7 separate regions of the Mus musculus genome follow, and regions 1, 2, 3, 4, 5 and 7 are each linked to region 6. A link is a contact called in public Hi-C and promoter capture Hi-C data. All regions are on one chromosome and are shown on one strand. Each heading gives the region's core, a stretch centred on a gene start, on an enhancer-like site or on the middle of the called end of the contact. The rest is flanking DNA. Distances are from core to core; before and after follow the strand shown. Region 1 holds the start of Mrps7 (mitchondrial ribosomal protein S7). Region 2 holds the start of Galk1 (galactokinase 1). Region 3 holds the start of Tmem94 (transmembrane protein 94). Region 4 holds the start of Grb2 (growth factor receptor bound protein 2). Region 5 holds the start of Smim5 (small integral membrane protein 5). Region 6 holds the start of Ube2o (ubiquitin-conjugating enzyme E2O). Region 7 holds the start of Sap30bp (SAP30 binding protein).

Region 1 (3,924 bases), core at 701-3,200, 980 kb after region 6:
CTCACAGTTTTTGAGTGCCTCGTGGAAGATCCTGTAGGGGTTCCGTTCAATGGTGGCCTGTTCCTCCGCAGAGGCAGCACGGTACTTTTCAAACTGCTTCCTTTTCACAGCTTCCAGAGTCTGCAAGAGACGGAAGAGGCTGCTCGGGCCCTAAGTTTAACCAGCTCACCTGGGAGTGCTGCACACTCATGACTGCACGGGGCGCTGGAGGCAGGAGAGTCAGGAGGTGAAGGTTATCCTCAGGTGCACAGCAAGCTCAGGCTAGACTGTGTTCCACGAGACCCTCTTTCAGGAAAGCCAGAGTTTAAGTGCCTCCTGCTCTGCTAGACCATGACCCCAAGAACAGGCCGAGATTATTTGTTCTTGTTTTGAGACAGGGTTTTCCTGTGTAGTCCTGGCTGTCCTGGAATTCACTGTGCAGATCACGTTGGCCTCAAACTCACAGAGATCCACCTGCCTCTGCTTCCCAAATGCTGGGATTAAAAGTGTGAACTACCACCACCCAGGCAAGAACTTTTTTTTTTAATGTTGACAGAATGGGAAACTTCTGGGGACTCTGTGTAGCTCTGGCCGGGGTGAAACTAGCTTTTGACCATCCTGGCCTCAAACTTTTCCCAACTCTGCCTCTTTTATTGTTAGGTTGTCCCCCCACCCCACCCCAAGACTGGATCTTAATATACAGCTCTGGCTGTCTGGAACTCAGAGATCTGCCTACCTCTGGCTCTGTTTTGATTGTTTTTAAGACAGGATCTCACTAAGTAGCTCTGTTCCAGAACTCACTCTGTAGCTCAAGCAGGCCTGACTTATCTCTGCTTCTCGAGTGCTGGATTCAAATGCCTTCTCCAGCGATGGGATTTGAGGTGGGCACCACCAATCTCAGATCTTGGAAATTTTAATGGCAGGAATAGAAACCTGTTTTCTAGTTTTGAAGCCATGGTGTAAAACGCAGACACCAAGCCTGAGGGAAAAGAAAGACAAGCTGAAGAGGAAGAAGCGGCCTTACCTGAGCCATGAGAGACCGGGCCAGAACTTTGTTGCCTCCCTTCATCATCATGTTGGTGAATTTGCTTCAAGGAGAAAAACATGGTTAGCTTTCCCGGGCTGTACTCCGGATCCCTCAGCAGAAAACTGCCCCAGGTGAGTTCCAGCCCACAGCAGAGGAGCATTTGCGCCAAACCTGATGACCGGGTCTGCGAACACCGAGCTGGTTTCAGTCGCGGCCGCAGCTTTGATAAACTGGGTTTTCTTGAGCTCCTGGTCATACTTCTCCTCTTCGGTGAGTTCCGCCACCGGCTTGCGGTAATATTCCTTGTCAATCAAGGGCTCCCGGAATTCGGGGGCATAGCGGCTCCCCCTCACCTGTGTGAGCCTGGGAGTGGGGCGAGGAGGAAGCAGACAGAACCCTACGGGTGAATCTGTGACTCCACAAAAGTGAACAAGCTTGACTTAACAGTAAGCCGCAAGTGCCATCACGCTGACGAGGGACGGTGGCGCTGGGACCGCCTGCTAACCTGACAGCAGTTCTGACCCTTGTCCCAAGAGGTAGGCAGCCCCCACCCCGAAACTGGCCACTGTTCCGTCGCAAGCCAGTTCTCCGATCTCTAGCAGGGCCGCACTCTCGGCTCCGGGTAGAACCGATCTAGGTCATCCCGGCCTGTCAGGCATAGGACAGGGTACTAAGCCCCCAAACCGGCCCGTTTAATGGCTGGAGTCAGCCATCTCGGCGCCCCGAGTTAGTGCCCTCCCGCGCCAGAACTCAGCGCAGCTCGCCTGCGGCTTCTTTCCTTTCCCCAGGTCCTCCCGTGAAGGTCCGAGCGGCGGTCCCGGCTACGCGCTGCCTTCTCACCCTGGAAGGTTCCAGACGGCGCACCTCACTCCCAGGGCCAGCCCGGACCAGCGAAGCGGAGCGCGCAGCGCGGGGGCAGCCATCTTGGCCGCTGTCAGGACCTCGGAGGGCTGCCCACAGCGCGCCTGCGTGAGTGAGCGACAGGACACGGATGAGAGCCTGCGCACTTTCCTCGGGCGTGGGTTTCCCTTCAGAGGTTCCCTCTGAGGAAGAAGCGAAGACACATCCTCGCCCTCGCGGCCTCCGACGCGGTCCGGCGCGCCCGTGGACCGCAGCCCTCGGCGCGCTCAGGCCCCCATGCGGGCCCCGCCCCCGCCCTGCTCGCGCAGAACCTCGCGAGGCTTGAGGGCGCAGGGCCGGACCGGGCGGCTGCAATATGGCGGAGGCGGAAGGGGAGAGCCTGGAGTCCTGGCTGAGTGAGTATCCGGGGCCGCCTCTACCTGACCTCCAACCACGGGCCTGCCTCCTCCCTCCCTGCGCCATCCCCTCCGCCGCGGCGGCCCGCGGCAGTCCACACCCGGCGTCGCCTCGCGGCGAGCATCCGGCGCTCACACCCCTTGCGAGCAGCGGCCCTTCCCCGCCGCGCGTCCTCAGGCTCCCGCGGGTGACACCTGCAGCGCGAGATCCTGCAGGCCCGGAAAGCGACACCCGGGCGCCTTGGGCTGACAGGCGGGCGTCGTGGGGAGGTTGAGGTGGGGCTGCACCCAGCCTGTGCTCTGGGACCGGGCATTGGACAGGTCCCTCGGGGAGGGTTGAGCGGTGCCACGCCGCACACACAACACAGCTGGCAGCTTCCAGAGTGGGACCATCCTCAGTGAGGATGCTGGAAGTGAGAATTCATTTCCAAAGCGCGACTACAGGGAACAATATACCACGAAGCGTGCTAAATATGTACTGAAGGAACACACATGCGCGCACACACACACACATATATGCACGCACTCATTTTAACGAGATAACCCGCTCTTGAGTAACTCAAAAAACAATGACTGCTGCTATATCGACGTGTTGCTATCTTTACTAATTTGTACATTGCTCCAAAGGAATAAGGTTTAACGTTAGCGGACAGTTCATCCAGGTTATTTAGTAAGGGTTAATAAGGCTGGTTAATCACGCCTTATCAAGGGTCAATAAATTAACTTTACTAAGGGCTAGCCCCGGGAGAGCCTCTGAAATGGAGACGAATCAGGTAAGACGTCTTTGTAGAGCCCTGAGCTGGAAATCCTTTACGGAATACAGTTGTCTCTTTGATGTCTTGAGTGTTGTTCCTAGAGGCATGGCCTTCCTTAAGAACTACTGTTCAGGAGATTGAAATTAGCTTTAAGGGAAGCTACATCCCAAAAGAAAAGTAAGATCACAGTTGCAGTGTCTGATGTTTGCGGGCAGGGCATAGAGCCATCTCCCTATATGTGACAGTTCTCTGGGGAGTGTACAGTGCTGGATTACAGGCATTGGCTAAAATCATTTACCCAAGGATCCCAGTGTCCAGTCAGCTGTGTATAGACCAGGCTGGCCTCGAACTCACTGAGATCCTCCTGCCCCTGCCTCCCCAGTGCTAGGATTAAAGGTGTGCACCACCACGCCCAGCTCCCCTTCTTGAAAGATGAAAATAATTGGAATTGTAGACCCAGTATCTCACTTAATGAAACAGGTTCTGTGGCCACAATTCAAAGAGGACATTCTGCCTCCACTCAGACCGTTTTCCTGGAACCGTGTGACTGGGTAATAGCCAGAGCAGAATTGATTCACCACACAGACGGTAACAGGAAAAATGGAGTAGTATAAATGACCTAAGCTGCGCTAAGCAGGGTTGACTTAGGTGTTTTGTCTTTGTGAGACAGAGTCTCAGGACGCCAAGGCTGGCCTTAAACGCCTGCTCTTTCTGCTCTATCTAGAACTGCTGGGATTTCACCGTCTGACTAGACAGTGTGACTTATACCAGTCCGTTGAACCAGTCAGTGCCATCTTTGTGAAGGTCCTTGTCACCTCCGGTTTGCCTGAATTACTGCAGCAGCCTCTCCTTGGTCCACTCTGCATGCTGTTCCCAAGAGAGCAGTTATAGCTTACCACCATTCCAG
Region 2 (4,145 bases), core at 1,296-3,795, 570 kb after region 6:
TAGACCAACCTGGGTAACACATTGTGCCTAAAAACTAAGATCCCCATTCCTCAGCAAGCATAGGGTGTAATTAGATCAGAGGAGGTCAGGTTTGAGACTGTCTGCCTCCCGACCAGATGGTGGGAGCCTCCAGGCCTTTTATCTTTCTGGCCAGTTGCACAAAGGAGAGTCTAATAATGCCAGCTGAATTAATGGAAGTCTGATAACGAGAGCAAACACTTAATCCGCGCTCCCAAGTATCAGGTGCACTGCTGGGCACTTTAGACATAAAGGAACCAATCACAGCAAAGAGACAATCACAGCCCTATTGCAGAAAGGAGCAGCTGAAGTTCAGCCAGGTTGAGTCTGTGACCCAAGGTCCACTCAACAGAATTGTGGGCTGTTAGATTTCGAACTGAGCTGGGTAGAGAATGTGAGCAGAGACGGGGCCGCTGCGTCCAACTCTGACACAACAGCACGGTGCCTTGGAGCTGGTCGTGGCTTCTGACTTTCGTTTCAGACAGCCCCAAAGGTCACAAGACTTGCCTTTTGTTTTGAGTTATGCAAAAAAGAAAAAAATTGCTGTATTGAAGTGTATTCAAAAACAGGCTGTCAAAAGAAATTAGTCAACAGGATTTGTTATTGTTTGGATTGTCCGTTTTCCTGACCCAGGGTCTTACCTAGTAGGAGCTAGCCTGGAATTCACTATGTAGCTGAGGGTGACCTTGAACTCCAGATCTTCTGCCTGTCTCCAACTCTTGAGTTCTGGGATTAAATGTATATGCCGCCATACCTGGCTAGGATTCCTTAGTGTTTGCCTCTTAGATGCTGGGAATACGGGGATTTATCAAAGTCCTCCAGCCATCCTGTCCCTTCAGTCCTGTCTCTGTCCCAGTCCCGTTCCCCCTCCCCATCCTTCCTTATCCCACTTGAGACAGGGTCTCACTGTGTAGCCCTATGTAAGGTACCTTGGTCTTGAATTTGCCACAACCCTACTTCTGCCTGCATCTGCCTGCTTCTGCTTCCTGAGTACTGACCTGTGCTATTAGAGCTTGCTTCTTTCTTTCTTTCTTTCTTTCTTTCTTTCTTTCTTTCTTTCTTTCTTTTTTTCTTCCTCTCTTCCTTCTTGTTGATTGTTTTGAATGCCGCCTTCTTCTTCTCCTTCTTCTTCTTCTTCTCCCTCGGCTGTCCTGGAACTCACTCTGTAGACCAGGCTGGCCTCTGAACTCAGACATCTTCCTGCCTCTTCCTCCCAAGTGCTGGGATTAAAAAGCTGTGTGCCACCGTGCCTGGCTCACATACTGCTTTCTTTTCTTATTTTCTTTCTTTTTTTTTTTTTTTAGAAGATCACACCTTCTTTTTTTGTTGTTTTGTTTTTTTTAAAGATTTATTTATTATATGTAAGTACACTGTAGCTGTCTTCAGACACTTCAGAAGAGGAAGTCAGATCTAATTACGGATGGTTGTGAGCCACCATGTGGTTGCTGGGATTTGAACTCAGGACCTTTGGAAAAGCAGTCAGTGCTCTTAACCACTGAGCCATCTCTCCAGCCCCACATACTGCTTTCTTGATTTACATGTCTTTTGTTAACAAAACCTGTTTATTTGTTTTCTAGACAGAATCTTAGCCCAGACTGGTTTCAGACTGCCGCTCCTCCGGCCTGAGTCTCCCATGTGCTGAGATGGACTACTATGCCTGGCTTGGAAATTATTTAATTTTTGAATAAGATAGTACATTTATTTGTGTGTTTCTTTTGAATGCATGTGCTCTCTACCACTGAGCTACACCCCCTACCGTTCTCCACTCTTACTGTCTTACATTTTAGTCCTTCTGTTAGAAGGTTTCACACAAGGTGACCAGGAATAGCTAGGAATCCAGGCAAAGATTTGGGCCAGCATGAAGGCTTTAGATGGTCATGTCTCTGAGACCAAGGCTCTTGTGGAGGAAGCAACTGCTAGGGGCCAACAACATTAGCCATCTTTGCAGTAGCCTTTGCGTCATCGAGGAGTGCCTGAGCTTGCTTCCTGCCGGCCACTGGATGAGATGAACTTCAGTCCTCCATCGCCAGGAGCCAGAGAAGGAGCCTGTAAAAGGCTTCGAACCTTGGCTCTCCTTGTTTATCCCTAGACTGTGTACCACATCATCCTGTTAGAGACATGACCGACCAGGGGCTGACGACTTAGCATAACTTCGCTAGATCCTCTGGGACACTCAGCTGTTCCTGTTGCCAGCTCGTGTTGGTGTTGCCCTGGCTGTGTGAGGGATGATGATGATGGGGATGGGAGCGCATTAAGAGGCTCCAGGTTCAGGGATGGATGGGAAGTTCAGATCTCCATTTGTGTTAACTGCTACTCAAGTGGGAGCCCCAAACTCCTGCTAGGACATCACCGAAGATACAAGTTGCAACCGAGTCTCTTCCTCCAGCTGTCAGCTGCCGCGTTGGCTTGCGCTGGAGAGCTAAGTTTGGACCCCGCTCTGCAGGTGGGATGGGCGGGGCCGTCGTAGCGGGGGCGGGGTCCCGCGAAGGACAGGAATGTAAGTCCGCGCCACGTGGCTCCGCCCCCAGCATCCCGCGGGGCGGTGCGCCCAGCTGCAGACGAGCGTCATGGCTGCTTGGAGACCGCCCCGGGTCGAGGAGCTGCTGGCCGAGGCCCGCCGGGCCTTCATGGAGGAGTTTGGAGCCGAGCCGGAGCTGGCAGTGTCGGCGCCGGGCCGCGTCAACCTCATCGGGGAGCACACGGACTACAACCAGGGCCTGGTGCTGCCCATGGTGAGGGGCCGCATTGGGGACCCTTCCTTGTGTGTGCTGGCCCGGCCTGCGGTAGGGAAGGGCTGGCATAGGGGGCACGGGAGGGCGGGTACCCTCCGGGTGGAAGGCGGAGTGAAGCGGTCTAGCAGACGTGAGAGACCCCGGGACGTGCAGTTGTCCACGTGCGAAGACAGGAAGCCAGAGCTGGGGGGAGGGGGGCTGTGCGGTTTGTCTTCTCGAGCCCGCCTTCTGGGGGCATCGCCCACAACTTGGAAGTATGAACCTCTTAAAAATGTGAGGACCAAGGAAGCAATATAAGAGAGTATTAGGCATGGTGGCGCATTCCTAATAGTCCAGTACTGGGGAAGCTCAGGCATGAGAATTGCCACGAGTTCAAGATCAGCCTGAACTACAAAGTGAGTTCCAGGACAGCTTGGGCTGTAAGATTCTTAAAACAAGGAAAAAGAAAAAAAAGGAGGTTATTTAGCCCTCTGACTTTGATTGGGCCCACAGCACCGACCTAGACCTATGCAAAGGTAGACCTGTGTAAATGTAGCTTCCCCCCCCCCCCCCCCCGGCCCATCCCCTTGAATTTACAGAGAAAACAGTAGATCCACAGAGCACTAATGACTCCCTCAAAGTTACACATTCGGTTCTTGGACTCTCAGCCTGGGTCTCTCAGCGCATAAGTAGTTCCTGAACAAGGGATTACCGCGTGCAGAGCTGGGTCCAGGTGGGAGGAAGTCTGGAGCCCCTCTGGGCCTGTTTTTGCATAAGATCACTATCTGTCCCCTTTGGCCCACAGTTGGACGCTAGCTAGGGCAGAGTCCAGGTTCACATTCCTATCACCACTGGCCCCGCCCCTGAAGACCCACAAGGCTGTGCTCTGAGCCCCCAAGGCTAACGCTTAATTGAAGCGCTTTCTCCCATCTCCTTCAAGCTAAGCCTATTCCCTTCACGGCCCTGTGTGTCCCAGACGACAGAACCTTGGGGTTTGGATCCTGGTTGCTTCAGTCACCCTGGGGCTGTTCTAGAACTTCAAGTGACATGAGTTTTCTATTTGCAATGGGATATTCCACCCACATATACTTTTATTAATCCCAGCATTCTGAAGTAGAGGCAGGTGGGCCTCTTAGTTAGAGGATAGCCTGATCTACATAGAAAGTTCCAGACAGGATTGCACAGTGAGACCCTGTTTTCAAAAACTTTAAAAACAAAACAAAACAAAAAGCCAAAAATAGATTCTGTGGCTATGATGTGATCCTGGGTGGACTTCTTCTGTCAGGTGGTATAGACTACACATGCCTACTCCTTCCAGGCACTGGAGCTCGTGACCGTGATGGTTGGCAGCCCCCGGACAGATGGGCTTGTTTCTCTTCTCACCACTTCCAAAGATGCAGACGAGCCCCAAAGACT
Region 3 (3,703 bases), core at 997-3,496, 820 kb after region 6:
AAGCGGTGCTGCTGTCTTTTGAGTTTGCTGCAGCCCAGGGCAGGTTTATACGCCTCTGTGTCTCTCATCAATAACGTCTTTCCTCGTTTCCCGGTAGGTTCTGAGAACTTCCCGCAAAGGAAGGCTGCTTAGCACAAGAGTCTTCTTCCAGTGGATCCCGAAATTATAAAAACCGAGATCACACGATTATGTTAAAACTCTATCAGTGGCCGGACAGTGATGGAGCACGCCTTTAATCCCAGCACTCGGGAGGCAGAGGCAGGAGGATCTCTGACTTCGAGGCCAGCCTGGTCTACAAAGTGAGTTCCAGGACAGCCAGGGCTACACAGAGAAACCCTGTCTTGAAAAAACAAAAACCAAAAACAACTCCATAGTGAGATGTACCAGGGTTAGGGAGGAGAGAGCGTCAAGGTTGGGTTGAAATCTGGCCCTTTCCCTCCTTCCCACACCATGTGACCAGCACTGTTTACTACCAAGCCGGCAGCCGCAGGCCAAGCTGATGATTATACAAACCCCTGATCACCAAACCACAATGGCTGAGTCTTCTGGAAGGAAAACTTTCCGATTCTGCAGCGGCCTAACCTTTACTTCACTTAAGCCCGCCTGCAAACTAGACTTTCAAACCCTATTACAGAAACTTATCTTTTCAGCCATGGAAGACAGCGCAGTGAACAGAACACAGACACAATAGCAACGGAATAAAAACCACCGACACGGGGTTACCGGTTACCGCAAGGTGCAGTGGGAGACCAGGAGCCTTCTCACTCGGAAATCAGGGGTGTCCTTAGAGGCCCCGAAGGTCTTTCCAGCTCACTGACCACGACAGGTTAAATAATACCTAGCGTGTCGGCAGTAAGCATCTGACTGCTGTATAGAAATTGATTCTGGAGTCCAATTTAGGGGAAAGGAGCAGGGAGGAGCACAAGGACTGTGACCTTTATTGCTAATTCGTTCTTCAGGAGGTAAGCCTTCCAAACGGTTGAGGTTGACTCTCTTCCCTGGGAGCTGGCACTTCCTAGCCACTTAAAATAGAAATGTCAAGTGTTTTCTGATTTCTTTCCCTCTTGTGGCCTGGCCAGCCTCCTGCCTGTCTTCTAACCATCTATTGAGGTCTTATACCAAGTGGAATGTGCAGAGGCGGGCGTTCAAGGGCAGTTACCTCTCAAACTACCTGGGGGTACTGATTATCAAAGAGGTAGCTTGTTAATGCAGTGCTCGCCAGACTCTAGGTTCCCCTGCTTGTAATTCTGCCAAGAGAGAAGTGACAGCGAATACAGCCGGTGACATTCCACTGCAGAGTGTCCGGGGACTCTGTCTGAACTGCTAATTCGTTCTCCAGGATGAGCCTACACTGTACAATGGTCTGACTCTGAAAGTGACCGTCAAACTTTTCTATTCCCTCCGTCACTCTTATTTGTTGTTGCTTTAGGTACTGAACCTTCCCCCAAGGCTTTTAACTGTAGGGTTTCGCGGTAGGGAAAAAACAGGGAAACTGCTTTACAGAACTGCAAAGGCTGTGGTGCTACGCTGGCTTCCGAAGCATCTTTATGTGACTCTAAAATCGGGGAAGCACGCCCCAACTGCAACATCGCAGCCTTGCACTGAACTGGAAGTCCCTCGCAGTGTCTAGCAGGCGGGCGGGTGCAGAGATCCCGTCCACTCCGGGCGGCGAGCACAGCGCGCGCTGTGGCAGAAAACCGCCTTTATTTGGGCCGGGGACACCCAGGGGCCTACAAATAAACACTCGTGGCATCAGGATTGGCAGTCGCTGGCCCGGGGCCCAGCCACGGCGGACCTGGGCCAAGGGTTCTTTGTTGGACACAACCTTTATTTCTGACGTGGGACCCCGGCAAGGGGCAAGCCAGGACAGAGAGGGGACATGAGAAAACGAAAACAAACAAACCAAAAAACCCTTGAGGACGTGAGGGAAGGAGCCGGCCCGGAGTTGCAGGCAGGCGCCGGCCGGCCCCTCTCCTCCAGCACAGAGAGACACCCCCTTTGGTGCCACTTGCTAGGTGCACACCCCAGGCGCTCCTCGCCTCGGGTAGGAACTCAGAGGGCGCAGCAGGCCGAGCCCCACGCCCCCTTGCTCCCCACTTCGGGCCGCGGGCCTTCTCGTACTTACCGGGGCCCCCTCGGACGGTCTTCCTCGCCCGCGTCCTCACCCCTCCCTGCCCCCTCCTCACTTCACCTCCCCGCCTCCAGGGGCCGCAGCCATGTCCGTTGTGGGCAACTCTGAGGAGGCTTGCCGCCTTCCCCCAGCAACAGACGCGCAGGCCAACAAGCCAAAGATCCCGACGCTGATTGGTTGAAATTCGAGGTAGGCGGAAGATTCTGATTTGTTATTGGCTGTTTGGTGCGCTCAGCTGTAACCTCCACCGCCCCTCCGGGAGCCTGGCGGAATTGTGTGATTGTTACTCTAAAGCGATCCGGGGAAGCCTGGGTCCTATCTCCGGCACGAAGCTCCCGCGTTTTTAGCGCTATAGAACCAGACTAGAGGCAATCATACAATTTCCTCCCCATTAGTTTACCCACTAAATTTTTCTAGAGCCATGGTCAGGTGATACCTTCTGCCCTTTATTATTTTTTAATGAGGCCCTTGAAAAATCGCCTTATCTGTATTTTCTTCAATTCTTCCTTAATCTTTAAAAGTCCCTCAGTACTAATATTATGGACCAACCAAAGCTGGAGAATCTAAAGCAATACTGTTATTTCACCCTCAGTTCATTTGAAATCTAAAAGGAAAAACAAGCTTGAAAACAACTTTTTTTTTCTAGACTAATTAGAGAAATCGCTTGGGAACCCTCTCTTGGGAAAACAAAATAAGCCTGTGTCAGTATTTACTTCCATTTTCCCAGAGATCTAAGTCTGGAAGGGTTGCTTTTAGAAAAAAAAAAAAAAAGTTTTTTTTTCTGTTTATGAAGTCAGAAAGGGTCATATCTGGTCCTGGGAAAAAAGAGCCCCTTCCTTATAATAATGAATTTAATCATGCGATTACAATCCCTCTTTTCGGCTAGACAAGAAGCCATTTTACTGATTTAACTCTGTTTAAACCAGTTCAGCTGTTACCTTGAACACTCATAGAACCTTGGCACAAACCTTCAACACAAACATCTGTAGTTTATCACTACAGATGGAGAAGTCCAAATCTCTCCACATAACCATAGATGCTCATAACATGATGGAGATAGCCACATAGCCACTTTCAGGGCTCATTGCCACATGGACTCACTACAGTCTTAAACATGCTGGAGTACTTTGTTCAGTAGCTCTCTGAGCTTTTACATTTCTTTGCAGCTAATAACAGCCAAAATGCAGCCAGGCAGTGGTGGCACACGCCTTTAATCCCAGCACTTAGGAGGCAGAGGCAGGAGGATTTCTGAGTTTGAGGCCAGCCTGGTCTACAGAGTGAGTTCCAGGCCAGCCAGGGCTACACAGAGAAACCCTGTCTCAAAACAAACAAACAAAACCCCCAGCCAATATGCAAATACATGCCCGTGTGAAACTTTAGCCCAAACACTCCCTTCCCATGCTGCTTCCCTGTCTGTTGCACAGAACTGGTTAGTTACCTGGGTCTGGGGTCTTTCTACTTCATTCCACAAAACCTGGAGCCCTTGGGGAATCCTGCCTTAGTTAAGGTTACGCTTGCTGTGATAAAACACCATGATCAAAGAAGCATGAGGGAGGGAAGGCTTTATTCAGC
Region 4 (3,870 bases), core at 450-2,949, 870 kb after region 6:
TATATTGTCATTTCCTACAGATATCTACTTCCCAGGCTTTAAGGTTGCACATCACTTGACACTGAAACCTAAGATGAGCACCCTGGCTTCACCTCTCATTATTCCACCACCAAATGACAGCCCCCCCCCTATTTTTTAGATAGGGTTTCTCTGTGCCATCCTGGCTGTCCTGGAACTCACTCTGTAGACCAGGCTGGCCTTGAACTCAGAAATTCAGAAATCCACCTGCCTTGCCTCCCAAGTGCTGGGATTACAGGCATGCACCACCTCTGCCGGGCAGCTCTCCCTTTTGTAACTGGTCATTCTAATATGTAGGTCCCTGGTACTTAGGGCCAGCGTTCTTCTCTTTGAAACTAAGTAGCTCTATCTAAATCGCAAACTGCTGGAGTCATTGGCTTCATCTTTTGCTCTGAAAGGCATTTTCAATTGCAAATGATGTTCAGTAAACACTTGTCGAAAGAACAATTCACTTGCCTTATTTTAGTGGACTCATTATTGTAGCAGAGGCTTGGGTATTCTTAACTGTATTTTGTTGGCTTCTAGAGAACACATTGACATTGGCTGTGTTCTTGCTCTCCTATAATTGAAAAGAGCTTTTGGAACTGAGAGGTACTTCTCCAAGCTTCATCTACTACTCCCCCAAAACCGGCAGCCCCGCACAGGAACCTATCTATGCACTTTGCATCGCACAGAACACGACTTTCTCACGCCTCCATCCATCTCTCTGTTCTGTGCCATTCCGTTTGTTGGCTAAGCGCTTACCCTGGCTCCTGTGCTGTGGAACTCCTACTCGCCCTCCAGTACTCAGTTCCACATCACCTTCTTTGTTAAGTCTTTTATACAGTGGGCTGAGGAACAGAGCCAGCCTTTCTCTATCTTTTTGGCTTCCTCAGCATTCCCCCAAAGAGCTATGTGTAAGTGTTATAGCTGTGTGTGTATGTGTGTGTGTGTGTGTGTGTGTGTGTGTGTGTGTGTGCGCGCGCGCGCGCGCGCGCATGAGGGTGTGTGCAGGTGAATGCTAGTGCTATCAGAGGCCAGCGGCACTAAGTCTCCTGGAACTGGGGTTACAGACAGTTGTGAGCCATCTGGTGTGGGTGCAGGTCCTCTGGAAGAGCAGCAAGCAGTTTTTGACCTGAGAGGTCTCTCCAGCCAAGACATTACTTGTTTACTCTTCTGCTGCTTCTCTCGATTTAACCTCTTGAAGGCCAGGATCTCTGCTCGTTGTTTCATCTTCTTTACCCAGCACAGTGCTTACTTACACTGGGTATGTGGTTCACTGCGTGAACAGACTAATCAAACAATTCATCGAATACTGCAGGTTGCACGAACCAGATCCCCAAACGTTTCTAGAACTGGTCCTCTATTTGGGTTGAGCCATCCTGAGATCTCTCCCCGCTCCTCGGTGCCTCTTTGCTTTGTTTTGGTAGAAAGGACGTGATTAGAGTGTGGAAAGCGCCGTTCCTCTAGAGCAGAGCTGTAATTCACTTGCTCCGGCACGTAGAGGGTTACAACGGCCCAGGGGCGGAGCCGAGTCCGTGCCACCTGCTGCGGGCCGAGCTGACGCATGCGCGAAGCCCCCCTCTAGGCTACCTGCCGGGCGGAGCGGAGGAGGAGCGCTTGCGCTCTGGGCCTTTTCCGCCGGGGGAAGTCTCGCGGGGGCGGGGCGCGGCGGGGCGGGGCCGCGTGGGGAAGTTCTCGCGGGACCCTGGCGAGGAGCGGAAGCTAGGTTGCTCTGTTGCTTCTGCGATCGGGCGGCGGCGGCGGCGAGAGCGAGCGGGGCTGCGGCCGGGACGGCGGTCGGGGCAGCGGGCGCCGCAGTCAGGGAGCAGCAGCGAGGTTGGCGGCTGCGGGCGGCAGCGCAGGGCGGGCCGGGCCGGGTGACGGAGTGGACGGCGCGTCACGGTGAGTGCAGGGGAGCGGGCGGGAAGTGAGCGGGAGCTCCGTGGTCCCCGCGCCGCGCGGCGGCGAGCGGCTCGGGCCCGGGCTGCTCGGGGCTGCCGGGGAGGGCCGCTCGCGGGCCGGGGAAGGCTGGGACCCGAGCGCAGCGGCTGCGCAGCCGTCTCCTCGTTTCCCCTTTTGGGGCGCTTCCTTCCTGGTGCCGGTCTTCCTCCCGCTGGGGGCAGAGACCCGGCCCGCCGGGGAGGTCTGGTGTGGCGGCCGTCCGGCTGGACGCTGGGGAGCCCGGAGCAGCCGAGAGGCGCAGGCTGCTGCTCTGAGTCAGGCTGACTGAGCCCGGGAGGCGGGGGATTCGGTGCCCGCAGCTAACGTGGTGATTGATGCTCCTTTGACCTGCAAGGCCACCACGTCACCGCCTCTTGGCATCTTGCGGTGGAATTGTGTGCGGGAATCCACCGTGACTTAGAATGATTGTTACCCGGACCCGCCGACGGGTCTTTGTGAGAGTTGGGCGCTTCTCTTTTTAGAAGGACTTGAGGGGGAAAAAATACTTGTTGGGGGGTGGGGGGGAAGCAGCAGCAGCAGCGGATAGGAATGCTGGAAGGAAGGAATTTTGGGGAGAGAGCCCCGTTGGTTCCTGCAACACTCTTAGGTCGTGTGGGTTGGTAAGAAAGGGATTTTAGGCTGTGTTCAAAAGCTATAGCAGTGCAGTTTGCCGGGTAGCCGAAGCGCGTTCAACGTCATCTTTCGGTGCTGTTGACACTCAGAAAGAGGCTAGAGAAACTGGGTTTTGTTGTTGTTGTTTTTTTGTTTTGTTTTTTGTTTTTGACTTCTTCACCTCTCTTTCACTTTTCCGTTTTTGCCTTCTGTCTCCATTCTACGCTACTAGGGACACGAAAAGCATCTGTAGCGCCAGTCATTGGTCCCTCCGCCCCCTTTAAAAAAAAATCTACTTCCCCTTCTTGCTGTTCCTCCGTTATAATTTTCAAGTTTCTGCTGGTTTGGGCACTGTTCATTTTCTCCGTCGTTCTAAGATCCCCTTTTCTTTTGGAGGGAGATACCTTCCCTGTTTGCATTCCTTTTTTAACGTCCACTGTATTCATCAGGCAGCCAGGAGGGCTACTTGGGAGCCAGGGGGGCGGGGGCGGGTGGTGGTGTTGGTGGTAGGGGGCTGTTTAAGTTCTCCCCCTGGGAACTAGGAAACTCAAAGGACTGAATTCATCCCTAAGTAAGTGATAGTGACCAGTTCACAAGTGGATTTTGCCTGTTTGCTTGTGTTACTTGTATTTTGGTGTTTTTTTTTTTTCACAGATCATGGTTTGTTCGTAGTATTTTCCTTCTTGCTCCCTCCTGTTTCCCCTCACTGTTAGTAAGGGAGATTGAGTCAGTTTGGGAGCTGAAAGACTCCTTTTTAAGGTTTTAGTGAGGTTAACTATTGTTAAGTGAGAAATCACCCATGGGAGTTTGTGAAGTAAGATAGCTTGAAATAGAAGAGAACTTTGATATTTGTGAATTAAAGCCTACCTACCTACCCTAACAAATGATTTAGTCCTAATCAGGCTTTTAAAAGTGATTTTTAAGTTTTTTACATTCTTGAGTGTATTTACCTGCGCGTGCGCGCGGGCGTGTGTGTGTGTGTGTGTGTGTGTGTGTACATGCCTGGTGCCCTCAGATGCTAAAGGAGGACCAATACCCCTTGAACAGGAGTTACAGAGGGTTGTGAGCAGCCATATTCTTCTCTCTGGCCCGATAGTTGGTTTTAAGCACCGTTTGCTGTGTTACTGAGGTTTTTTCATGATTTCCACTATGTCGCGTGTGTACAGCAGCCCTTAGAGAATTATGGAGTGTTAGACTTCAGAGATGGCAAAACAGAGCTGCCACTCTCCCGACAGGCAGCACTGAGAGGTAGTTAGTTACCTGCTGATTGGCCATGGTTACTGAGATTTATTGTTTTGTGATTGTCAAAGTTGATTT
Region 5 (4,198 bases), core at 1,051-3,550, 680 kb after region 6:
CAAGCACATCTCAGAGGGGGGAGCAAAGGGGTCTTGTTCTCCAAAGAGGAAAGAGGCACATTCCAGCAGGTCTCCAGGCATCTTCCCAGTGGGCTATTTAAAGCAGAGCCAACAGACACTCGGTGCCCAATATAACCTTGCTCCCCAGCCGTGGTCAGGGGGAGAGGGAGCCCTGGAGCTGGGCCCCATTGACTGGATACACCCTAGGTTTGGGTGAAGCCAAGCAAAGCTACTGGTAATTTTGTGTTTCCAAAACGATCAGTCCCAGGTTTGTCCAATTACTTCTAAACCAGACTTTATGCCCCAAACCTGGGGGAACTAGAGTCTCTCTTAATGCTATGTTTGGTAGAACAAATGGTAGCTTTCTCTGGTCCAGGAGGGAGAACAGGCTTGGCTGCCACTGAGGCCCACTGGTGCCCAGGCCGCTTGTGCAGCAGATTTGGAACCTTCTGTGGATGCTCCACAGGCAGTGATCAGAGAGCTAGCACAACAGAGAAGGAAACTGGCCGAGCTGGGGGACCGATTAGTGTTCCTGGGTGTGGCATGGGACATGGAGGTTCTTGCTATATAGTAAGTGTCCTGTAGGCCAGACAGCAGAAGCTTGGTCCCACAGTTTCTCTACTTCCTCCTTGTCTACTTGATCATCCAACTCCAGCTCCCCACACGGATGAGGGCAAGCAGCGTGTCTGTGCCTGATAAGAGTCATGGGGGCTCTCAGCCCCTTTTGTCCGTTGAGGAGCATCTCGAATGAGACATAACCAACAGATGTGAGAGACCTGAGAGGTCAGAGCCTAACCAGCAGGGCAGAGATGCCCACTGTGCCTGTTGAGTGTTTGAGCAACTCCATCAGTGCTGGGGCTCCGGTTTGGAGTCAAAAGTGGGTGCTTGAAGCCTTGGTGGTTCTGCTGCCCTGGTCCCCAAGTTTTCTAGACAATGGAGAGAACTTCCTGCTCTGGTGGCCAATAGAAACTAAGCGAGCTCCTCTCCTGCAGCCATAGAAGCTGGGCCTCCCTCTGAGCTCAGGGACTGCTGGAGCCTGTGTGTCCCAGATGTGGCTCAGCTGCAGTGCAGTCCCTCTGTTGCACACTTGTTAGTATTACCACAGGAGTTAGCTTCCCAGTCCCACACAAACCAGAGTGCACCCCCTCTGCTGAGCCAAAGAGACTCTCGGCCCTCCCCTTGGTTTCCAAAACTGAATGATGTTTTTCTTTCTTACTGGATAACAGTGTGTTTGCTTTGGAAGGGACGTCTCACGGGGACTTGAACCCCAGTGTGAGGACAGGAGGCAGAAGGGCTTAGCAGCCTCCTCTCGTGAGGCCCTGCCCAAGAAGGTTGTGCTTGCCCTGCACAAGGACTGAAGAGAAGAGCTGTCTGGGGGCAACCATTACAGTAGTTAGTGTGGAAGAGACTCTGGGGTCTTTTCCAAACTCATTCATGTAGTCACAAACTCCTTTCCAAACTTGGGGTTTGAATTAGGGTGCATATCCCTGGCTCAGTTTTCAGAGATCATTGCCAAAGGAGGATCAGGGGTCCTGGTAATCTAAGTGGGTGCAGAGACTCCTCCCTAGGATGATCCTGAGCCGGAAGCACACAGCGGTGAGCAGGTCAGAACTCCAAAAGACAGGAAAGCTGCTGCTCTTGTCCAGCATCCAAGTAGGCAGTTCTGCTGCTGGCTCTACCAGCTCCTGGGGCCAGAGGCCATTCAGCAGGCTGGGCACACCTTGTCCTGAGCCTTCTTGAGAACCAGGGAGGGCTCAGCCCTAATCCTTTCGGAAATGGAGGCTCAGCAAGATTGGGGGCCATATCCTAAACTCACTGAATAGAAAAGGTTTAAATGGATGTGTCCAGCAGCCCCCAGCCCCTGTGCCACACACCGAGTAGCAGTACATCCCCCTTCTCTAGTACCAGGTCCCAGGGGAAGAGCACTCAGGTATACACACAGAGGAGGTGACTAAATTCCCATAGGAGAGTGGCCTAATATATCCCCCAAGACGTTCCTCTCCGAGCTCATGCTAAGCTGTGACTCCTCGCCAGAGATACGAGACCCTGGCTGCCCTCCTTTCCCGATCCTGTCACCTCTAGCCAGTGTCTCTTACCTGGGAGCTCAGATAGTGGGGAGCCTCGAAGAGGTGTCCCAGTACAGAGCCTCTATGTACCTCCTGGAAGTCCTTTGGCCACCACCTTTGACTTCTTCACCAGCGCTGCCACTTTCCTGCCTAGGCGGCTGCTTCTCACTCGGGCACCTCCTGGTGCTAGCTCCCGGTTGCTGACAGCCAGCTGCTGTCCAGCTTCAGCGCCTCATCGCTTCAGCTTTTTTGTTGTTGGTTGTCCTGGAGATCTAGGTGTCAAATTACAGTTGTGAGGAGGAGCCCAGGGAGTCCTCCCCTGAGCTTGACTTGCCCTTCACGCCCTATGCCTTTCCCTGCCTAGAGGTCCACTCTGCTCTCTGGATCCCCAGACGGCTCCCTCTCTTATTCTTCCTCCTGTTCTGCCCTCCTCCTGCCTTTGAGCCAGGCTGTAGGCTGTAGGCTGTAGGCGGAGGGCTGGGGTTGGGCTAATGACAGAAGTGGTTGGCTGTGGTTCCCTGTGGAAATAACCCCGGGGGGCTCCGTCTGAGGTTGCCAGAGGAAGAGGGTGGAGTGACTCGCTCTTGGGTGCCCCAGCACCCTCTGGATGGCCTTTTTGGCTTGTGTCCCTGACCACCCTGGTCTGTCTCTTGGGCCACACTCTGGCTGCTCTCTCTGCCCTCTGCCAGAAAGAAAACCGGGCTACAGGATCACCCAAGCACGTCAGCAAGCTTTCAAGCAGCCCTCTGGTGTGGTACTCTGCCATCTACCCAGGGGCATCTGGGGGGAAGATGAGGATCCTAGATACTCTAAAAGTAGTCTGCGCCGGCCATGGTAGTGCACACCTTTAATTCCAGCACTTGGGAGGCAGAGGCAGGTAAATTTCTGAGTTCGAGGCTAGCCTGGTCTACAGAGTGAGTTCCAGTACAGCCACGGCTACACAGAGAAACCCTGTCTCGAAAAAAACAAAAAATAAGTAAATAAGAAAAAGAAAGAAAGAAAAGTAGCCTGCTTGTTTTAGTGAGGGGCCTTGGGTCCTTCTAAGAGAAAGGTCACTGCTGGTCTCGTTCTGCTCAGCTGTCTGCATGACAGCTCTGTTGGCCCATTAACGTTTGTCGGTCTTGCCACCAGCAGACCAGGCTGCAGGGGGAGGACTGACCTCAGCTCTGCAGTCAATGGAGCCCTTTGAATCTGAGCACAAAACCCCAGTGAGCCAGGGCTTGGGGCAGGGTGTAGACAACCATATGGTCACAGTGCCTAGATGCCAAAGCTTCTCAGAGACAGGACAGGCCACCACTGTACAGGCAGAGGGAACATTTGTCGTGTATATTCAGTGTTAGTGGGAGCTGGCTGCAAGAGCGCCCCCCAGTGGCTGTCTCAGCTGTCTTCCTGCCACTTCTATGCAGTTTTAGGGCTGTTCTTCACTTTGCTGGAGGGACCCTACTTCTTTAGAAGGTGGCATTGCAATTTGCTTTCCTTACAGTAGCCTGCTGTGTGGGGTCAGATCCGCAAGCAGTATTCAGACTAAGAAAACCCTCTGTTCCAAAGCTGTTAGTGCCGGCTAATCTTAAGCCTGGGCACTCAAACTGCCCTGCCTCGCGCTGTCTCTTCTGGTTCCCAACCCTGTACCACATTTCTGGCACTAGAGATGACTGTAAGGACCCTGATAGAACAGTGGCCTCTCCCAGGGCCTCAGCCTGGGGATCCGAAAAGAGACTGGCCTCCTGCACCAGGTGGGCTTCCTGCCACCAGCTTGGGCAGGAAGTGGTTATCCGCAGGGGAACATCTGGAGTTAGAGGCTGAGAGGGAGGCTCTAGTGAGGCTCTAGTGAGGCTGGATCTCCCTGGTGAGTGGGCTCACGAGTGACTAGGCATGATGGCCGCTCTCAGCATTGTGTGCCTCTAGCACAGTGACTCTCAGCCTTCCTCATGCTCTGGCGACCCCCAACCATAACATCCTTTTTGTTCCTTCTTTATTACTGGAATTTTGCTAGTTATAAATTGTAATATATGTTTTTTGGTGGATAGTCTTAGGTAAACCCTATGAACGGTCTTTCAAGCACCAGAAGGCTTGAGACCCACAGGTTGAGAATCATCTGTTCCAGGAGCTATGCTAGGTACAGCCTTCAGCCT
Region 6 (4,003 bases), core at 1,021-3,520:
TATTCAGACCATCACAATCAATAAACAGCCAAGATTTGGCTCCTATATTTTTATTATGGTTTTGTTTTGAAGACAAGATCTTACTATGTAGGCCTGGCTATCCTGGAACTTACTACGTTGACCAGCTGGCCTTGAACCCACAAAGATCCACCTGGTTCTTAACTTTTGTTTTGTTTTTGTTTTTCGAGACAGGGTTTCTCTGTATAGTCTTGGCTGTCCTGGAACTCACTTTGTAGACCAGGCTGGCCTCGAATTCAGAAATCTGCCTGCCTCTGCCTCCCAAGTGCTGGGATTAAAGCTGTGTGCCACCACTGCCCAGCATGGTTCTTACTTGTAATCACTCCTAACTCCCCCTCTTGCTGTGTATAGAAGGCCTCACTGAGATCTGGATCCACCAAAAGGGCTTTGAAGGCAAACCTCCGGTGCTTCTGACTTGCAGCCCTTTCTCATGTGGCTCTGGGCTCTCATCACATCCTCTAGACCAGTTCTCTAAGGGGTCATGACCTTCCAAGTTCCACCCGGGACTCTACATACTCTATACCTATCTATTACAGCCTTGCTTACAAGCTGCCTTAGAGCTGCTTTTTCAGCTATTTAATGAGTATTTGTTTCACGTGCCCAACTAGACTGTCCTCTAGGCACATGTTCATGGCATGCACCACCACACCCAGTTGACAACAACTTAAAAAAATTATTGTGATGATATCTGTGTACATGAGTTTGGGCACATGTGGGCATCTAGAAGATGAAGATGCAGTCACTCTGCAGGGCTACAACTTGATTAGGATGCCAAGGGTGCTTGCTAAACTTGACTGACTAGGAGTGAGGGCACATACCTGTAGTACTCACTAGGGAGGCAGACACTGGCAGATCTCTGTGTTTGAAACCAGCCTGGTTTACAGTGTGAGTTTACATAGATAGGTGGATTTCTGAGAGTCCAGGCCAGTCAGGGCTGCATAGTAAGACTCTGCCTCTTTTTTCTTTTCTTTTCTTTTCTTTTCTTTTCTTTTCTTTTCTTTTCTTTTCTTTTCTTTTCTTCTTTTCTTTTCTTTCTTTCTTTCTTTCTTTCTTTCTTTCTTTCTTTCTTTCTTTCTTTCTTTCTCTCTTTCTCCCCCCCCCACCTTTTTTTGATTTTTCAAGACAGGGGTTTTCTAATATATATATATATATATATATATAAAATTTTAAATTTCAATTAATTTTATTTATTTATTTTGGTTTTATTTTGTAGCCCTGGCTGTCCTGAAACTCACTTTGTTTGGTTTTTTTAAAGGCATTTTTTATTAGATATTTTCTTCATTTACATTTCAAATGCTATCCCCAAAGCCCCCTATACCCTCCCCTGTCACTTTGGGTTTTGTTTTTGTTTTTGTTTTTTGTTTTTGTTTTTGAGACAGGGTTTTTCTGTTTAGTCCTGGCTGTCCTGGAACTCACTCTGTAGACCAGGCTGGCCTCGAACTCAGAAACCCGCCTGCCTCCCAAGTGCTGAGATTAAAGGTGTGTGCCACTGCCTTGCAAGACTCACTTTGTAAGTCATGGCTGGCCTCGAATTCACAGATATCCTCCTGCCTCTGCCTTCCAAGTGCTGGGATTAAAAGCATGTGTCATAACTAAACCGCATTTAAAAAATTTTTGTTTGGCTTTTTTATTCTTTTGTTTGTTTTTACTTTTCGAGACAGGGTTTCTCTGTGTAGCCCTGGCTGTCCTGGACTCACTCTGTAGACCAGGCTGGCCTAGAACTCAGAAGTCCATCTGCCTCTGCTTCCCCAGTGCTGGGATTAAAGGCGTGCGCCACCACTGCTTGGCTTGTTTGGCTTTTTCGAGGCAGGGTTTCTCTGTGTAACCTGGACTTGCTTTGAGACCAGGCTGGCCTAAAACAGAGATGGGCTTGCCTCTGCCTCCTGAGAGCTGGGGGTTAAAGGCGTGGCCACCACGTCAGACCCGGGCATAATTTTTTTTTAAGAAATTACAGTCAGTTTTGCGTGCAGTCCCCGCCCCTCAACTCCGGTAGACCAGTACCCTTCCTCAGGCCCCTAATCCATCTTCGTTCCTGCAGCCCTGCCACGCCCCGCGGCAGTCCTTCCACCCCCGCCCCAAGCATCTTCAGCGTCCCCTAGCGACCGGGCGGCGGCTCCTAGCAACAGCATCCCGGCGCCCTAACGACGGCGGCACGCAGGCCTACGTCAGCGCGCTCGGCCCCGCCCCCGCGCCGCCGGCCCCGCCTCCCCGCGCCTTAGGCTGCCGCCGCCGCTACCGCCGCCGCTGTCGCTGCTGCCGCCGCCCGAGACTCGCGCAGAGCAGTTATGGCGGATCCCGCAGCGCCCGCACCCGCCCAGGCCCAGGCCGCCGCCGCCCCGACCCCGGCCGCAGCCCCCGCCGCCGCCGCCCCGCCGCCCGCGCCCGCTACGGACTCGGCCTCAGGGCCGTCCTCCGACTCCGGCCCCGAAGCAGGCTCACAGCGCCTGCTGTTCTCCCACGACCTGGTGTCCGGCCGTTACCGCGGCTCGGTGCACTTCGGGCTGGTACGCCTCATCCACGGCGAGGACTCGGACTCGGAGGGCGACGATGACGGCCGCGGCAGCTCGGGCTGCTCCGAGGCCGGGGGCGCGGGCCACGAGGAGGGCCGGGCCAGCCCTCTGCGGCGCGGCTACGTGCGCGTCCAGTGGTACCCGGAGGGCGTCAAGCAGCATGTGAAGGAGACCAAGGTGAGGCGGGCCGGGGCGGTCGGCAGGGCTCGGGGAGGGGAACGCCGCCTCGTCGCCCGGTGCACCGTCATCACACCGGCCTGGGCGCGCACGCCGGCAGGGCTGCTCCGGGCGAGGGGAGGGGCCTTGCGAGCGATGCTCGGCTGTGGTGTTGGCCTCGGGGTGATGGACGCGCACGGATGCCCGTGGGGACCTCCTCGGGCGCTGAGGCGCGTTCGGCGTTACACTAGTGCGGCGTTTTTTGCTTACAACCCCCACCGCTAAAGGAGGTCCGTGCTGCATTGTGCTTTCCGAAGGGAAGGCCGTGCCGGGGAGGGCTTGGCTGTGGGTATTCCAAAACAAAGATAGAGGTGAAAACCCAAGAAGTTGAGCAGATGCTGACGGAATGCATGGTGGGGCAGCGGCCCCACGTCTTTTTTGTTGTAACCCCTCTGCATCCTTTGAATTGCCTCGGAGAACTTTATGAGGGAAATGATGAACCAGTCCAGGGCCATGATATTAATAGTACTGAGGGAGATGGTGGCAGCTGCGACTGGGTGTCTAGGACTTCTTGGGGTGGGGTGGCCTATGAAATCGTGGACAGAAGAGAGAGGGACCAATGGGAAAAGCTGCATCTTGTTTTTTCGTTCTTTTGGTTTTAACCTGGGGCTCTTAAGCAAATACCACATTCTCCCACTGTTCGGGAAAGAGGCTTGTGAATGGAGCAGTTCTACAAGAGCGGACTGACATCATAAACCTAAGCCAAGATTGGTTTGCAGGCTTGTTTTCCTGAGTGTGTGGTTTTGTATCTGTCTCTCACATATCTTTACCTCACAGCTCCTCCTGTCCTGCCCCTCCCCATCAGGAAACATTTCTAAGCATGAATCAGGTCCCTGGAAGTGAGAGATCTGCTTTGGGGGAAGGCTGTTAAGTCACTGTTTTTTGCAGTGCTGAGGGTTGAACCCAGGAACTTGATGCTAAACCTCCAGCACTTTGACGTAGAGCTACGTCCTAAACCATTCTACTTTATTTTGAGAGTAAACCTTGCCAACTTGTTCAGATTGGTTTGGAAATTAAGATATTCTCACCTCAAGCCTAGACAGTATAGAGGAGCCAAGCCACCAAAACAATCGCAGGGGGCTCTTCAGAAATTAATATAAGGCTGTATGGTGACTCATGTCTTTGTTTTTTCCAGACAGGGTTTCTCTGCGTAGCCCTGGCTGTCCTGGAACTCACTCTGTAGACCAGGCTGGCCTTGAACTCAGAAATCCGCCTGCCTCTGCCTCCCAAGTGCTGGGATTAAAGGCATGCAGCACCAC
Region 7 (3,783 bases), core at 589-3,088, 650 kb after region 6:
GGGTCTGGAAGATTTACCCACCGACTGCTTACTGTTCTCGTCCTCCTCTTCTTCATAACCATCCTCATCACCCCCTGGGCGAGAGAAGTCATCTTCTCCATAGGCGTCAGATACCAAACCACCTTTCTCCTCTGAAAGAGGAGAGAGAGGGGAGAGGGGGAGAGAGAGGGAGAAGGAGAGAGAGGGGGAGAGGGGAGAAATGTAAAAATGTTTCTGAAAATTGAATGGCCAAGATTATTTCTGAAGATAAAAAGGGAACCTAAGTCTCAAGTAAGTGGCTATAGGCCCAGATTGAATTTGTACTTAGGAAGAACAATTTAATACCAGGGGTTGGGGTTGGGAATTTAGCTCAGTGGTAGAGCTCTGGGTTCTGTCCTCAGCCTGGAGGTTGGGGGGGAGGAAGAAAAAAAAAGGAAAGAAAGAAAAAGAAAAGACCAGGGGTTGTGCCAGGAATGGCGGTGCACACCTTTGAACCGAGCACTTGGGAGGCAGAGGCAGGAGGATCTCTGAGTTCTAGATCAGCCTGAGTTCCAGGACAGTCAGGACTAGAGGGAGATCCTGTCTCAAAACAAACAAAAACAGGGGTATTGGAAGATGACTCTTATACGAGTGCATAATGTACAGGGTTTGGTGTCCCATGCTTTTAATTCAAGCTCTCTGGAGACAGGGCCAGGCAGATCTCTGTAAGTTTGACAGTTCAGTTTCCAGTACCCACATCAGGCAGCTCACAAATGCCAGTTTCAGAAGAGCTGATGCCTCTCTCTGTCCACCATGGGCAGAACTCACATGCAAGGCCCACTCCATATGTACAGATGTATATGAAAAGAAAATCAAGCATTAAATTCATGTTCTAATATTTTCAGGACAGGCTGGGGAAGTAACAAAGTAGTGGGATGCTTTCCTAAGAGTGTAAGGCCCTGGGTTTGGTTCCCAGCAGTTCCAAAGGTTGGGGAACTATTACATGCTGTTGGCCTATTAGGGCAGTTAAAGTCTTCTCCTCTTTGAACCAGCCCAACAGGTCGTTTAAACTCCTGTTTTGACATACCACACACATCTCTATCTTGTTTCATGTGCAACCTCAAAAACGCCTTCTATGCACAAGACTGTCTTCCTCATTGTTTTGCCCCTACTTTGCAGATAAGAAGACCCAAAGCTCTGGTATATCAGGTAATTTGCTTCCTTCAAGAAATCTGTTCCCTCTATGCTTCGCAGTCTGAGGGCAACCGATAGGCTTTTAAAACTCACCAAACAACAGAATCACCCTACCGCCTTAAAAGGCTTGTCTAGCATATTCTATGAAAAAGCCCAGAATTATGCACTTAGGAGAGATGCATTTTTAAAAACTCTAGGGCAGACTTAGAAACGATTCCTTAAAAGTTACCAACTTAACGAAACACAAGTTTTACTATCCTCCAGGTACATTTCACTCCTCTCTTCCCCATCAAACAACGAGACAGTGATGTCTCGACAGATGCGTACCCCCCTTGGTCCACCCTCTGGCCAGCATGACGCCTTGCGTAGAGGATCGCAGAAAGAGAGATCACTCGTACTGTAGTAGAGGTTCTAATGCTCTGTCTGACCTAGGACATCCACTGCGCTTTGGGGTTCCAAGACCCGATACCTGGAGCACAAAGAGCATCTTCTCCCCATGCCCCGCTAGAGAGGTAGCATTTGGTAACCATAACAGACCCTCCCCTTTCCAGCTCAAGTCTCACCAGTCGCTCCGCCTACAGCGTCGACTCCAGTTTCGCCATCAGATTCAGGGTCTGAATATTCCGCATAAATTGCAAGAGACGACAAAACATTTTTCTTCCCCGCCATCTTACTCCCACAGCGCGGTGTGGCTCAGGCCTATGACTCATAAGCCAATTTAGGGGCGAGAAAACCAACTTCTTCCGGATCCCAGGAGACTCCGCGCCCGAATGACAACCAATCAAAAGGGCTGTGTCTGGGCATGGCTCCGCCCCCATGCTCAGCTCTTGGAAACGTCATCAGCACGGGACGGAAGTAAGGTCTTGCGGCTTCTACTTCGCTGACTTCTCGGGCGGTTTGGCTTCTGAGTTCGAGTTAGGGAGTAGTGTTCTTTGGAAAGCTGCAGAGCCAACCGAAAAGAGCCTGGGGTCTGACATCTTGGAGAGCATTTGTCTGGCAAAGGGCGAGAGCTGTTGACTTGGGGGCTCAGAGGAGGAACGGGGGGTCGGCGTCCTTGATGAATGGTATCTATGGCTTCGCTTCTAGAACAAGGACCCTAGAAAAAGGATTCCAAGTTCTCTGGTCGACTTTGAAGACGTTTGTGGGCTTTGTTGTGGTCCGATTTGTAGCTCTGTCCACCTGACCTGGAAAGTTCATTGTTTTTATTTTTATTAAAGGGAGAAGTAATGTTAATCCCTCAGGAATGTATTGCGTGAAGCAATTCAGCCTTCACTTTTACTGCTGGGGAATGAGATATTTAAGTGTAACATAGCAGCTTACTCGGCAGGAGAAACATAGGCTATATTTTAACGTGGAGCAGAGGGTTTTTTCGGGATTGCCTTTGCCCACCTTTGCGTTAACCTTTTGGCTGCTGCTTTTTGCAAAGATGAGCGCCCGTCCTTTCTCCACTCCCTTCGACCGGGAGCGGCGAGTCCGGAGCACCCTGAAGAAAGTCTTTGGGTTTGATTCTTTTAAAACACCTTTACAAGAGAGTGCGACCATGGCTGTAGTGAAAGGTAACATACCAAGCTACCTGTTTTGCAGACTGCTGGCGGTACCGTAGTAGCTCTGTGGCACAACACCCTCTTAACTTCCTACCTCCTCACCCTTTGGAAATCTTTGAAAACCACTGGTTTGGAATTCTTTCGTGACCAAAGCTAGTGGGTATTTGCTGGGAATCTATTTGTTTATTGATGGTCTATGTAGCCCTGGCCGGCCTGGAATTCTCTATATACATCAAGTTGGCCTCAAATTTGAGCCGGTCCTTCTGCCTCTGGATTATTAAGTACTGGTATTACAGGTGTGGGCTATCATAACCTACAAATTTTGGACAGAACCACTCACACTTCTGGTTTTTTCATAGCCAGACTGACAGTCTGTCTTTGACTTCTGTTCCTAGATTCCCATTCTTGTCCCTGTGCAAGTAGTAGCAAAAGTGGCAGTAGTGCTTAATCTTGTCAGTGACCTAGGTAATCATTTCCTTGAAGAGCGAGTAGCTTGAGTTCCAGGTAGAAAAGGAGAGACTAATAACACTGTAAGCTGGAGATAGCTTGTCCAGATGGGAGCAGCAGTGCCACCAACAGACTTATTAACAGAGGACTGAATGATTAGCCTTGCATATCTACCCCGGTGTAACCAGTACTCTGCTTCCCTGGATGTGTCTAATCCAAATAGTCATATCCTAGTGGCTCAAGACTACTCAAGCCTTGTTTTGATTTGTTTTTTTAAAAACAGGTTCTCACCATGCAGCTTTGGCTTCTTAGATAGCTCAGAACTAGCTATGTAGACCAGGCTGGCCTCAAATTTCCAGAGATCTGTCTTCCTCTACCTATACCCCCCCCCCCAATACTTTCTTACTTTTTGGTTTTTTTGAAATGCAGTTTCTCTCTGTAGCCTTGGCTGTGCCGGAATTCACTTTATAAACCAGGCTGGCCTGGAACTCAGAGATTCTTCTGCCTCTGCCTCCTGAGTGATGGCATTAAAGGCGTGTGCCACAACACCCAATGAATGCTCTGTTTAGAACTTTTTGTTTGTTTTGCTTTTACTACCTTTATTTAAGTATTGGTAAGGACCAACGGTGAAAGACTCCCA

The links. Promoter capture Hi-C pulls out the DNA fragments that hold promoters and counts their contacts. A called contact is a pair of places that touch in the nucleus more often than the background predicts.
Region 1: a promoter capture Hi-C map of pre-B cells shows a contact between it and region 6, with 2.9 times the contacts expected there. The contact joins the promoter of Mrps7 here to the promoter of Ube2o in region 6.
Region 2: a contact with region 6 is called in a Hi-C map of embryonic stem cells, with 2.7 times the contacts expected there. The contact joins the promoter of Galk1 here to the promoter of Ube2o in region 6. A contact is called at or near these places in 1 of 39 promoter capture datasets (pre-B cells), 1 of 484 Hi-C or Micro-C datasets (embryonic stem cells), 1 of 115 datasets of contacts at active chromatin or transcription factors (embryonic stem cells) and 1 of 9 other capture datasets (embryonic stem cells).
Region 3: a promoter capture Hi-C map of hippocampal neurons shows a contact between it and region 6, with 2.5 times the contacts expected there. The contact joins the promoter of Tmem94 here to the promoter of Ube2o in region 6. A contact is called at or near these places in 2 of 39 promoter capture datasets (hippocampal neurons and liver) and 1 of 115 datasets of contacts at active chromatin or transcription factors (pancreatic cancer cells).
Region 4: a promoter capture Hi-C map of hippocampal neurons shows a contact between it and region 6, with 2.1 times the contacts expected there. The contact joins the promoter of Grb2 here to the promoter of Ube2o in region 6. A contact is called at or near these places in 2 of 39 promoter capture datasets (hippocampal neurons and pre-B cells).
Region 5: a promoter capture Hi-C map of fetal liver shows a contact between it and region 6, with 4 times the contacts expected there. The contact joins the promoter of Smim5 here to the promoter of Ube2o in region 6. A contact is called at or near these places in 6 of 39 promoter capture datasets (the C10 cell line, fetal liver, liver and 2 more) and 1 of 115 datasets of contacts at active chromatin or transcription factors (pancreatic cancer cells).
Region 7: a promoter capture Hi-C map of pre-B cells shows a contact between it and region 6, with 2.8 times the contacts expected there. The contact joins the promoter of Sap30bp here to the promoter of Ube2o in region 6. A contact is called at or near these places in 3 of 39 promoter capture datasets (hippocampal neurons, neutrophils and pre-B cells), 1 of 484 Hi-C or Micro-C datasets (CD4 T cells) and 1 of 115 datasets of contacts at active chromatin or transcription factors (memory CD8 T cells).

What each region holds. Positions count from the first base shown.
Region 1 is chr11:115,602,166-115,606,089 of GRCm38.p6, reverse strand. Mrps7 (mitchondrial ribosomal protein S7) reads right to left here and starts at 1,950. Exons shown (of 5, transcript NM_025305.3): 1 at 1,847-1,950; 2 at 1,178-1,369; 3 at 1,004-1,067; 4 at 1-120. The coding sequence starts at 1,929. It overlaps Gga3 (golgi associated, gamma adaptin ear containing, ARF binding protein 3), which reads left to right and starts at 2,174. Exons shown (of 17, transcript NM_173048.3): 1 at 2,174-2,262. The coding sequence starts at 2,223.
Region 2 is chr11:116,011,119-116,015,263 of GRCm38.p6, reverse strand. It overlaps Galk1 (galactokinase 1), which reads left to right and starts at 2,545. Exons shown (of 8, transcript NM_016905.2): 1 at 2,545-2,750; 2 at 4,048-4,145. The coding sequence starts at 2,586.
Region 3 is chr11:115,763,976-115,767,678 of GRCm38.p6, reverse strand. It overlaps Tmem94 (transmembrane protein 94), which reads right to left and starts at 2,246. Exons shown (of 32, transcript NM_028014.3): 1 at 2,126-2,246.
Region 4 is chr11:115,706,426-115,710,295 of GRCm38.p6, reverse strand. Grb2 (growth factor receptor bound protein 2) reads left to right here and starts at 1,699. Exons shown (of 6, transcript NM_008163.4): 1 at 1,699-1,902.
Region 5 is chr11:115,898,241-115,902,438 of GRCm38.p6, reverse strand. Smim5 (small integral membrane protein 5) reads right to left here and starts at 2,300. Exons shown (of 3, transcript NM_183259.3): 1 at 2,097-2,300. All of the region lies in intron 7 of Recql5 (RecQ protein-like 5), which reads left to right.
Region 6 is chr11:116,579,714-116,583,716 of GRCm38.p6, reverse strand. It overlaps Ube2o (ubiquitin-conjugating enzyme E2O), which reads left to right and starts at 2,270. Exons shown (of 18, transcript NM_173755.3): 1 at 2,270-2,705. The coding sequence starts at 2,304.
Region 7 is chr11:115,931,714-115,935,496 of GRCm38.p6, reverse strand. Sap30bp (SAP30 binding protein) reads right to left here and starts at 1,838. Exons shown (of 11, transcript NM_020483.3): 1 at 1,716-1,838; 2 at 22-131. The coding sequence starts at 1,821. Recql5 (RecQ protein-like 5) reads left to right here and starts at 2,005. Exons shown (of 19, transcript NM_130454.2): 1 at 2,005-2,708. The coding sequence starts at 2,579.